Regions from separate parts of the Mus musculus genome. Here regions 1, 3 and 4 are each linked to region 2. The links are chromatin contacts, called in public Hi-C maps. All regions are on one chromosome and are shown on one strand. The core of a region is the stretch at or near the end of the contact, and the rest is flanking DNA. Distances in the headings are between cores, read along the strand shown. Region 1 has its middle 200 kb from the start of Gm30957. Region 2 has its middle 24 kb from the start of Gm13219. Region 3 overlaps Taf3 (TATA-box binding protein associated factor 3). Region 4 has its middle 260 kb from the start of Gm30957.

Region 1 (2,700 bases), core at 136-2,635, 580 kb before region 2:
AGTGCTAATGGTAAGGATTCTGTCCCCTAAGGGTAGCTGGAACAAATGCTACACACATCAAAAAGACAAAAATTAATTGCCTTTGTGGGACAAGTTTTCATGTTTGAAGTACTGAATATTCGTGGGAATAGAATTGCTGTGGGTGTTTTAAAAGATCCAGTCATTATTGTGCTGGGGATTTTCATTCTTTATCAACATCAGATAAAAGGCAAGCCTTTAGAGTCTCTCCAAATGTTCTGATCTTCTTTACTCTACACTTTTAGGAAAGACTATTCCCATTACATAGAAGGAAAGATGTTTGGCTTTTGATAGGAAATTGCGTTGTGTTCTGGATGGCACTGGAGCATTGGTGCACATCTGTCTCCTCAGCTGTCCAAAACTCGAGAACTGTAGTCTGGAAATTCAGTTAACTATAAGTGTTCAGTTTGAAAAATGCTCTTTAACTAGAATTTAATGCCAAGAAATGATGGCAGTAATTGAGTTTGAATCTGTTTTAAGCTGATGAGGCAGAGGTGCTACAGGAGAGGCTCACATTTAAAGAAAGCAGCTTTGCTATGCCCTGGTACCAATATGCCTGGTCGTTGTTACCTGTGAGGGTCAGCAGAGTTTAGACAAAAATCATGATTTTATATTTTCTAGAAAATTTTAAAGTAATTATTACTGCAACTAAAATAACAGTTAATTAAGAAATAATATTGGTTTCAAGAACAGCTCCTGCTGTTTTTGTTGTTGACAAAGTCCTTTCACTGTTGATTCCCTTATACATGTTAAATGCTATGAAACAGATGATTTGAGAGCTCTTGTAAGCCTCAGAATGGCTGTTTGAAAGTTCATGTTGAGAGACTCTTTCAATCTCAATGAGGCTTACTTCCAAGTTTCAAGTTATATATATATATTCTTTTTTTTTCTTCATTTTGGAGCAGATGCCCTTTGTAGTCCTTTATGGTTTCTTTTACCTTTTCTACTGAGATCAAGTTTAGCAATACAAAACATTGTGTTAACCCAAGGACATCATGCTCAAATGCTACCCAATCTTTGTATAATGGGCAGAGTGATATTCCATAGACCTGCAAAGCACATTGTTAGAACCTGTAACCAATGGAAAGGGATATCATAATTATAACACTTTTACAAAATGAGTTTTTTTTCTAATTTTTCACCAGCGAACTAATTGTCTTGAATGTAAATTTGTATTGTAAATTCTTCTCTGCATGCACATCACTTCAGTCACTGAAGTGATTATATGTCATAGATAGTTCTAGGCAACTACTACCTCAAATGGAGATACAAAGTGAGACTCCAGAAAGAGGCCTTTCGATCTCCAAGTCCCTATATCTTCAAAGCATTATTTCTAAGGAGAAGTGTTCTACATATTCTTTTCTGTATATGAATACACTGTAGCTGTCCTCAGACACACCAGAAGAGGGAATCAGATCTCATTAAAGATGGTTGTGAGCCATCATGTGGTTGCTGGGAATTGAATTCAGGACTTCTGGAAGAACAATCAGTGGTCCAGTGGCTCTTAACCACTGAGCCATCTGTCCAGCCTGTTTTATATATTCTTTACGTAAAATCTTGCAATTAGTATGTTCTTAACATGTAGTTACAAATTGGAAAATCTAATCTGTATTCAAATGTACTGTGTGGCTAATGGTTTAGTCAGTGAGGGAGGGTGGAAAGAAGGGGTTTCAGAGTGAAGTGAAGGACATTAGATGGCAATGGAGGTGCCCAAAAGAAAAGAGAATAATAAAATAAATGATAATAGAGTTCTAAACTGAGTCCTATGTGTAAACTGTCAAGATGTCAGACATTGAAGAAATTTTCAGTGGCATAAGTTTAAAATGGCTTATTTCAATACTTGAAATTCAGGTTAGAATTATTTAAAAATCTCTGCTCAATAGTCAATACTAAGTTTAAGAAAGTAGTTCGTGGTGCACACAACTGAGATCTGCTTTATTCTCTGACTCTTTAAATCCTTCTTTCCTTGCTTCGGATAAGCTGTCACTCCTGTATCTCTCTACCAGTGGCAAAAATGTCACAGAATTGATTTGTGACACATGATCACAATCTGTAATAAGAACACTTTATAAATTCAAAGGCCAGGCCAAAAGTAAGTGAAGAGGAGAACTGTAAACCACATACTTGTATTTTTTTACACGATTAACAGTAAAAGGGTCAGCACATTAAGTTGGCTACATATATTGCTGTATACAGAAAACCCAGTTTTCAGCCTCAAGGCGTAAAGCACACATGGTAACTACACCACATCCAAGGAGGAGATAAGTGGAGGCTGTACCACATTCGTATGGATACTTAACAATGTGCCAATTCATTATCTTAATTTGGATGGATTTCTTTCTGGATGAAAGTGTTTGCCTGTAAGTCACGCAAATCTAGGAGAAAAATGGGAAGGCAAAGAAAAGATGTTTTCCTTTTAAAGAAAAAATTTTCTAAGTGTTTTAACTAATGAATATGCAAGAAGATATTCCATTCACTTCTAAATTTGATTTGATTCTGCTATATGCTTTTAAAATAAAGGTGTCATTGTGTGTTAAACAGTTAATGTACACATTCTTTATGCATACCTTTTTATATTATTTTGCTCTACTTTGCATGTTGTTGGCAGATCCTGGGTTGTTGAAAATGGCTTAGACCACTGAGTCCAAAGTAAATGAATATATATTCCAATGAAAGCCTACT
Region 2 (2,700 bases), core at 28-2,527:
CATCTAAGGGCACAATCTAAATTGTTACTGGGCAGAAGGAATATTTTGGGAGCATCCTGCAGAGGTGATAGCATCTGAGAAGACAGGCAAAGGGAAGAGAGGTGGGTGTTAAAATGAGAAATGGAGATGGGGAGAATCTTGCTACCATGGAGGGGGGATATCAAGAGTAGTCTTGAGGGTGCTCCAGAGCACGGCTCATTAAATTTTTGCCAGTAATCGGCCTCAAGTCAGACAGGGTGGAGAGAGTGTGAAGTCAAGCTGGGTGGAGATGGTGAGATTCAACTCCAGATGCTGGAGTGGTAAGGAGCAGTTAGACCAGGAAGAACATGCCCTGGGCCTGGCAGAGATAGTATCATGGCCTGGAGACACAAAAAGCCACTCAGTAATCCCCAGGAGGGATGGAACATCCTTGGCTTTGAAGCTGGGTGAGATCACGTTAACTGAATTGAAGTCCTCTCTGATACACATCATCTGTCACTTAGTGGATTCTGAAAAGTGACACTGTATGTATTCAATCACTTACCACCTATTGACTGGAATAACACACTCCTTAGGGAGTGGCTTTCACTGAGTTTTTTCCTGACTGATAGACTGTGGATATTTTCTAAAACACCATATGTTATGTTTCTGGTTTTCTAGTCACCCATAAGAGCAGTGGAAGGAACTGTGAATTCAACAACTAACCATGTGAGAGACAACCCATCACTATTCACAGGCTCCAAACACACTCAGGACTCAAGGCTCCGGAGGTTCTTTTTCCTCATCAGTCCATCATTGTGAGGCCGTGCTCCTCAGATAGGCACATCAAATACTTAACTCTTCTCAGGAACAAGTAACAGGTCATTGGCCACCCTCATTACCCATTATTTGGAACCTTAAAATGGCCACCTTCCTTCTGTCCGTCACAGAAGTACCACAGCCTGAGGTGTAGGCTACAAGCAGGACATACCCACATTGAACCTAGAGTTCAAAAGCTTCTCTTAGATCCTTTCGCCATGCTGCAAAGCATTGACTTCGGTGACAATAAAAGAGAAGTGGCTTCACATCTGATGTTTGAGCAAACTGGATCTGAGCAGGAAAGCACTGTAGTGCCAGTCAGGAAGAAGTGTGATGACATCATTTGTTTTATCTGATAAGGTTTTAAGGACATGGACTTGCACAACAGAGCATCTTAGTTCTTTGGAAAACATTTTGGAATCACCAATTAGCCTGGGAATATTAGTCATCACTGACTAATAATCACCCCGAAAGAGACAAATGCTCTGGCTATAGATGAGTCAGCAGGCTGGGTAACAGACAAGCAGGAAAGCCACCTGGCTCTCTCACCTCCTTTGCTACAAGCCTCTCCTAGATGAGGAACATGCTGGTATACATAGACCCAAACTCTCAGGATCCCACCCATCATTCAGGGTCCCACCAATCACTCAGGATCCTACCAATCTCTCAGTATCCCCACTCATTTATGACCTAGGAAGTTTGTTTTTGCAATATACCTAGATTATGAAATCTACCTTATTATAGCAGCAACTATAATACTATTGTGAAAATTCGTATTTTCTTGTCTCTATTTTGTCTACTTTTGCTGTGGCTAGTATGTAAGACTATAATCCTCTGGATTTTGAAAAAGTCTATAGTGTGCCTTACATAATTATAATTTATAAAGTTTAAAATATTTAATAACTATCATGAATATTTATGCCACAATATACTTGTAAATGTAACAGTAGAGTTGCCAGGTTGATAGCTCAGTGTATAAAGTGCCAGTCACAAAAATACAAGGACCTGAGTTTGATCCCCAAAAAACACAGACAGTGACAGCTGAAGCTGTTCTGTAGCCTACACACACACACACACACACACACACACACACACACACACACACACAGTGACTGATGTAGGGCATATGCTTGTGATCCCAGCATTTGAGATACTGAGGCAGGAAGACTGAAATCCTGACCTAGTCTCAAGCATCAAAGCAAAACCAATCGCACCTCACACACTTTTAAAATTGTGTTTATTGTCTGTTTATTACTGCTTTCTGTGCTGTCACCAAGAATGATAATAACTGTACTCATGCTACCAATAGGAATAATATTTGTTGGATGACTTCAGTGACCCTAAAACAAGTGAATCTTTACAGTTATGCTAGTCAATCTTGCCAACAACTCTTTGTAGCTAGTAATATTAGCTACAGGTTCCCAGTGGGAAAACTACAATGTAATGAAATTCAATATCTTGTAAGCGGTCATAGGGTTCAAAAGTAGTAGAGCCACAAACTCACTAAGTCTATGCTCCGTTGCCTTTACCGTTATGCTATGCCACAATTAATGCACAAATATAGGAAATATATGCACTTAACTTCAAGAAAATTCTAGATATGGTGAGAAAAACATACACACGTAAATTATGAAATAGCAATGTGGAAATCACATGACTTGCTGAGGAACTGGTGGTGAAATCATTAGAGTGTCAGTTTCACCAACTGTAGAAGTTCCAGGTAAGTGAAAAAAATTCACATCGGAAAAACAAAACACAAAACAAGGAAACAAAAGCTAAGGTGGATGGGCTACCTGTGGAACATCTGTGCTTGATCTCTGGCTTTCATATGCACACACATATGAGCACATGTGCCTGCACACAAATACCTATAGAAATCACATATATAAAAGGAGGAAGGAAGGAAGGAAGGAAGGAAGGAAG
Region 3 (2,851 bases), core at 198-2,697, 680 kb after region 2:
CGCTGGAGAAGAAAGCCCACCGAGACATGTAACTTCTCTAGAGCGTGTGCTTTCCAACTGTAATGTGGCCCCTGCATGGGGGCATCTAGCAGGATTGCTACCAAGAAAGAAAATAAATTCTAGGTACATTTGCCCTAAGGTGATGGTGGTCTTACCTGCAGAAAATGGAAACAAACAGACTCGAAACTCTATGAGAAAGGTATCAGAAGGGTGTTCCTCTGAGTTAAAAACAAACCAGTGAATGAGTCTGTGTCCTTCCTGTCTTCTCTGCCTGTCACACACTCAAGCAGCAGTTCTTACAAAGGGTTCCTCACAGCTCCTCGTACGGGTAGGATAGGTTTCCTTTCCCACCAGAGTTTCTCAGCTAAGGAAACCAAAATCTGTGGCGTGGCCCCTGGGTAAGATGGATATCTATACAAAGTCAAAAATGATTATTTTAACAAGGAAACTCAAGTTATGTTTTTAATTTATAAATGCCTTCTATAATATTTGTTCTCTTGGCATTTTCTTTAAAAAGAAAACCAAGCAGCTTCTCATACTTCATCAGTTTAACACTGGAGCTCACGGCTCACGGCTGCCCAAACGCTACTTTAATCGGTTCCTGTCTCTTTAAAAAGCCTGCATAATTAATGACACTTTTAGTGCCATTCAAATAAATAAAAACCAGTATGGGTATATTCCACATGACAAGCTTATAGCTTTAAAAATCATTAAGAACTTGGCAATAATATTTTCAGCGAATTTTACTATTGCCTATCGATCCTAATGCACTTGACTTATCTGTAGAGATAAAACTTATCTTGACCTTGCTGAATACAAACAGCCCAGACTAAAACCTGTGATAGCCTCTGTGGGCGAAAAGGCAGCGATAACCATTACAAGACAATACAGGCAAGTCCCCACATTCAATACAAATGCTCCAACAAAAGGAAATTTTGCTTTATTTCCTCTTTGGTTATAAGAAATAAGAAAGCAATGGTTTTATGCCTTCAGATAAACAACATTCAGTTATTTTTTTTTCTAACCTACCTAGTATATTTTAAACAAACAGCAAAGCCTCTGTCTTAAGAAGTCCCATGAAGTACAAAGGAGCAGGGGACCAACAGGGAAGAAACTGAATGTCTTCCTTTGGGGACAGCTATAACATCAGAAAAACTCTGTGAAAAACAGCAGAATCCTTCCTTACCATAGCCTGAAATTTTCAGCTTTCACTTTAGTTAAACTCAAATATCCTGAAATGACACCTCCAGTGACTGAGGCCTGAAAGATAGTTCCAAGTGTTTCCCTTTATGTTATGATAGTGCCCTTACACAGGCTCACTCTTCTCAAATGTTAACACAGTGTTTTGTTTTGTTTTTTAAAATCAGATTGTAAAGAGCTAAATCCGAGTGGAATGGCCCAGCCTACTTCCCAAGCCTGCACAGCAGGCAGGCGGCTGGGTGCAGAGGGAGCTCACATGAACCCACTTTCACTTCTAGGCGCCTCTCTGCAGACAGAGCTACCTGTGCCACCTCTGGCCTTGTAACTAAAGTACTTCATGAAGTTAAAGAAAATTCTCAGGAAAATGCTGATTCCTTCATTCTACAAGGCTACTCATAGTGCTAAGATTTCTGATTCTCAACTAAATTTCTCTTGCAACTTTAAAGCACAAAATGAAATAATTTCAAAATATTAGTCATAAAGTTTCAGTTCCAAAACTGAGAAAAGACGTTATAGTTTGGCCTTGAAATCAATTTCTTTGATTTTAGACTACTTGGGGAGGCAAACCATAAAGCTTACGAAGTGTGGCCGGCCGGCCCGGGCGCTTGAACTCCAGGCTGGGACTCTCTAGTCTCACTGCCCTCCAGAGCCTGCAGAGGCCAGGCCATGAGTACACATTTAGTCACTCCAAATGACATTTATGAGAGTTAAGCAAGAGAGGCAGTTTCAGCCACCTTTCCACATCACTCTTTAGTGGTTTGATAACTGTATCGATGGCATATGATTTTAAGGAAGCACGAAAGGAAAAGTTATTAGCAAACTTGCTAAGGTGATCAGTAGCTTGCATCAGCAGAGCACTAGCACAGAATTAGCGGTCCTGCTACTACGCCAGGCACCCGAACACTCCTCTTGACCATGGCATATTAACTCCACTGGAACCAAGAATTTTAAACGTTCCCTACTGGATAATTAGCTCGTAGGGCCTAAATGAAACCTAAAGTAATTTTTATACATTTCCATCTCCAGCATTGCTTAGTGTAGAGAAAAAGCAACACAACTTCCTATATTTTAATAGAGGGCAGTTTAGGCACTTAGCTATAGATGGAACACAGACTTAAAAAAATGCCATCCACAAACAAACTCTGCCACAAAGAATACGGCTCAACTGCTAATTATACAGAGAACGGATTTTAATTACATAGAGAATATTGCTTTTAAAAACACTGCAAATTGCAAAGGCAGACAAGGAGTTAGGGAAGCAATACATTTCTCTTGCGTTACAACAGTGCCCTCTACTGGCAGTTATAGAACCCTGCAGACATAAAGTATGACATTTTTATAGGGGGGAAAGGCCAGGAAGAACAGAAATCTTAGCACTATGAGTAGCCTTGTAGAATGAAGGAAGCAGCATTTTCTGAGAATTTTCTTTAACTTCATGAAGTACTTTAGTTACAAGGCCAGAGGTGGCACAGGTAGCTCTGTCTGCAGAGAGGCGCCTAGAAGTGAAAGTGGGTTCTTGTGAGCTCCCTCTGCACCCAGCCGCCTGCTTGCTGTGCAGGCTTGGGAAGCAGGCTGGGCCATTCCACTCGGATTTAGCTCTTTACTCTGATTTTCTTTTAAAAAAAAAAAAAAAGGCCAGGAAATTGTGCTG
Region 4 (2,834 bases), core at 134-2,633, 640 kb before region 2:
ATATACATACATATAAATATAGATATGAGTATGCTTTTCTTAGATGCTTACTAATTGATGGATATTTAAGTTAATTCTATATCTTAGATATTGAGACTGATATTGTAATATGTTTAAATTGTAGATGTTTCTTCTACAAACCAACATTGGTTAATAACCATGAGTTCCCTGAGCATTTCCAACCTGATTATGAAGGCAATTTTAGATAAAATTTTCAAGAATGTCTTGAACCCTGATAGCGTTGCAAGAATAAATGAATTGTTTGTTGATTCTGTTCTATATTTTTTATAAATTTATAAGCTTATTATATCATTATTGACATACGTGTGTTTCCATGGAGCTATGTGCATGTTTATGTATATAAATGTCTATTAGCTTATTTAGAAACATGAGTTTTTTCACCTTCTTTATCAGAATTCTTCCGTGTTGAAACAGAATATGATTAAATGTTAAAAGAGAAAACAAATAAAGAAATATAGATATATTGATGCTACTAACTAATTTTAAACTTAAAGGCATTGGTATTATGGCTTCATATAGTTTCTCATATTTTGTGTACAAACAGAAGAAGGTAATGCATGACAACTCTGAGCAAACCTGCTTTGCCTATGCCCTACTACCTCTCTGATGGTCCAAATATGCTCTCTCATTTCTATACCATCTTTTTGTCCATTGAGCATCTCAGATACTTATTAGCTTGGCTCATATTTGCATTTTATATCTTAACTGTATTCCCTTCAGCTCTACCCCATTACAACTTAGGGTGACTGTGCCATCTTCATGAGAACTGAGGAAGTCTGGTTCTCCTAAGATTGTCTCTACAATTTATAAGCTTTCCCCTTCTAAAACACTCACCACACATGCATTGGCATACTTTCCTCTCACCTACACTTCGGCATCAACCAGTTTTGTTCCCATTTTACTGGTGATATGGATAAACACTCAGCAAGGAAAAATTAATTGCTCAGTCAGCAATGAGTTGATGAGAGCTGAGCCCAGGCATTTTTGGCTCCAATTACCATACGAGTCTTAATGGCATTGTGTTGGCATTGGTAAGCTTGAAGAAAGTGAGCCTAGCAAGCAGGCTTCCTGTTCAGTGACTAGAACAGGGTCAAGGTGACTGGGTGAGCTTTAGGAGGTTGAAGGTGACATCTTATAATGAAGATTAAATTCTTTTGAAGTATAAAAAAAAAACCTTTAAATTCCATAAAGCTGCTACATTTGAATAGTAATGAGGTAAGTATCTGATTGATGTGACAATCTATAGATTGCTTATATTTTATGAAATTATTTTATTTAGTTTTTAAAGATTGTAATTGCAAGAGGGGGCCTGGTTAATAGTAACAAATCCCTAACAATATGACTTATTCTTAACTAGTGATGGGCAAAAGCTTTGGTAGTGGGGATTTGGACACCTCCTCAGATTAAAGCTGAAGCCATATGATTATCACAACTTTCAAGTGTCATGTGAAAACTGAGTATAAATACTCGCATGGCATCAGATCAGGCACCTTCAACATTTATGGGCTCATCCCTTTCCTAGCCTGAAAGCTACTGACACCCATCAGCTCAACTCAATCTCAAGAGCACATGAGTAGTAATTAACTTAAGGAGTATACAAAGCCACTGACAACAAGCATTGCCTCAAGATGCCAGCACTGAATGGAAGCTGACATCTACAGAAGTGGTCTGGGACTAATCAAAGACTTTATCAGTAGCCTGCTATCACAATTTAGCAATGTGGGCAGTGTATTGAGACTTAAATGATGTAATAATTGTGTCTCACTAGGAAATAAAAGGGCAACTGTTTAGACTGAGTCAATGAGGAACCAGCCTCATTTCTTTTCTGCCTTACACCAACTTTTAAAACATTATTTATTTCAAGCCTGAAGTGGGCTCAGAAGAGTGGTGTTATTGTTAAAACAAATTCTCGTTAGAAACCAAAACTACCTCAAAGGACAAGAAGTAAATAAGCATGGAACTGATGCTTTGATCCTGTACAGAATTTTAATATCTGTTTGAAACAGTTTGGAAACTTCTAGAAAGGTACCAACTAACTGCAGCAGTCATTGATATTGACAAAGGTAGACATGATAAAGATTGGAGAGTCAACAAATGTTGATGGCCCCATAAAACCTGGGAGGGTGGGCCAAATGGAACAAAAGGGACTCTGCTGGGATCCCAGCTGAAGTTTGCTTTCGTCATTTCATTTTTTTTTCTTTGAGAGTAGGAAAGTCAAATATAGTCCTATTTGAATAAGAAATTCAATTCTGATTTTAAAACGAGAGTGTCAGAGTTATTTAACATGTGACTTGCCTACCTTTGATATCTCAGGGTCAGGAATGATATTTTATTTGCTTGTGTCACCTTTACCCATCACAGAATTTGCCCTAGGATTGCTAGTAAACAAAATTGTATGCAATAAATAAATCTCTTCCATTTGTTATCAATGGGAAATATAGTTGTGTTTTGGTTCTCAGAAAGGGGCAAATCTTGTATATTATATTCAATTATTGGGTTGCATTAGTGGCAAAAATTAAAACAGTCATTTAAAATATGGTTTTCTGGGATCAAGCCCAACTATACCTACTGATCAACTACAGAAACTTTACTTTAGCATTATTTTGTGCTTTAAATTACTGTTTAAGAGTGTTGTTGGTGTTCGAAGTCCTCTTACCTCAGGATATTATCAGAAAGATTACCAAGGGCAAAGGGTACCTGGTAGCTTTCCTAGCTCCTAAAGCGTAATCATGGCTTGTATTATTTCTCATGCCGTCAGGGTCAACATAGCAACTATAGAAGCAATTGAAGGGAAGAAGGATTTTAGCTTCTGC

The links. Hi-C and Micro-C count contacts between places; a contact is called where the count stands out from the background.
Region 1: a Hi-C map of the N1E-115 cell line shows a contact between it and region 2, with 3 times the contacts expected there. The contact joins two enhancer-like sites.
Region 3: a contact with region 2 is called in a Hi-C map of the N1E-115 cell line, with 4 times the contacts expected there. The contact joins two enhancer-like sites. A contact is called at or near these places in 2 of 484 Hi-C or Micro-C datasets (the N1E-115 cell line and myocytes) and 1 of 115 datasets of contacts at active chromatin or transcription factors (astrocytes).
Region 4: a Hi-C map of the N1E-115 cell line shows a contact between it and region 2, with 7 times the contacts expected there. The contact joins two enhancer-like sites. A contact is called at or near these places in 2 of 484 Hi-C or Micro-C datasets (the N1E-115 cell line and embryonic stem cells).

Annotation. Positions count from the first base shown.
Region 1 is chr2:8,750,251-8,752,950 of GRCm38.p6, forward strand. No RefSeq gene overlaps it. Among named protein-coding and RNA genes, the nearest start is that of Gm30957, 200 kb to the right of the region's middle. Within about 2 kb of position 1,386, at least 1 of the 459 cell types and tissues checked has an H3K27ac peak or open chromatin away from gene starts, as enhancers often do. A contact at or near this core is called in the N1E-115 cell line, where this site is marked.
Region 2 is chr2:9,327,399-9,330,098 of GRCm38.p6, forward strand. No RefSeq gene overlaps it. Among named protein-coding and RNA genes, the nearest start is that of Gm13219, 24 kb to the right of the region's middle. Within about 2 kb of position 1,278, at least 6 of the 459 cell types and tissues checked have an H3K27ac peak or open chromatin away from gene starts, as enhancers often do. A contact at or near this core is called in the N1E-115 cell line, where this site is marked.
Region 3 is chr2:10,007,989-10,010,839 of GRCm38.p6, forward strand. All of the region lies in intron 2 of Taf3 (TATA-box binding protein associated factor 3), which reads right to left. Among named protein-coding and RNA genes, the nearest start is that of Taf3, 39 kb to the right of the region's middle. Within about 2 kb of position 1,448, at least 26 of the 459 cell types and tissues checked have an H3K27ac peak or open chromatin away from gene starts, as enhancers often do. A contact at or near this core is called in the N1E-115 cell line, where this site is marked.
Region 4 is chr2:8,684,103-8,686,936 of GRCm38.p6, forward strand. No RefSeq gene overlaps it. Among named protein-coding and RNA genes, the nearest start is that of Gm30957, 260 kb to the right of the region's middle. Within about 2 kb of position 1,384, at least 1 of the 459 cell types and tissues checked has an H3K27ac peak or open chromatin away from gene starts, as enhancers often do. A contact at or near this core is called in the N1E-115 cell line, where this site is marked.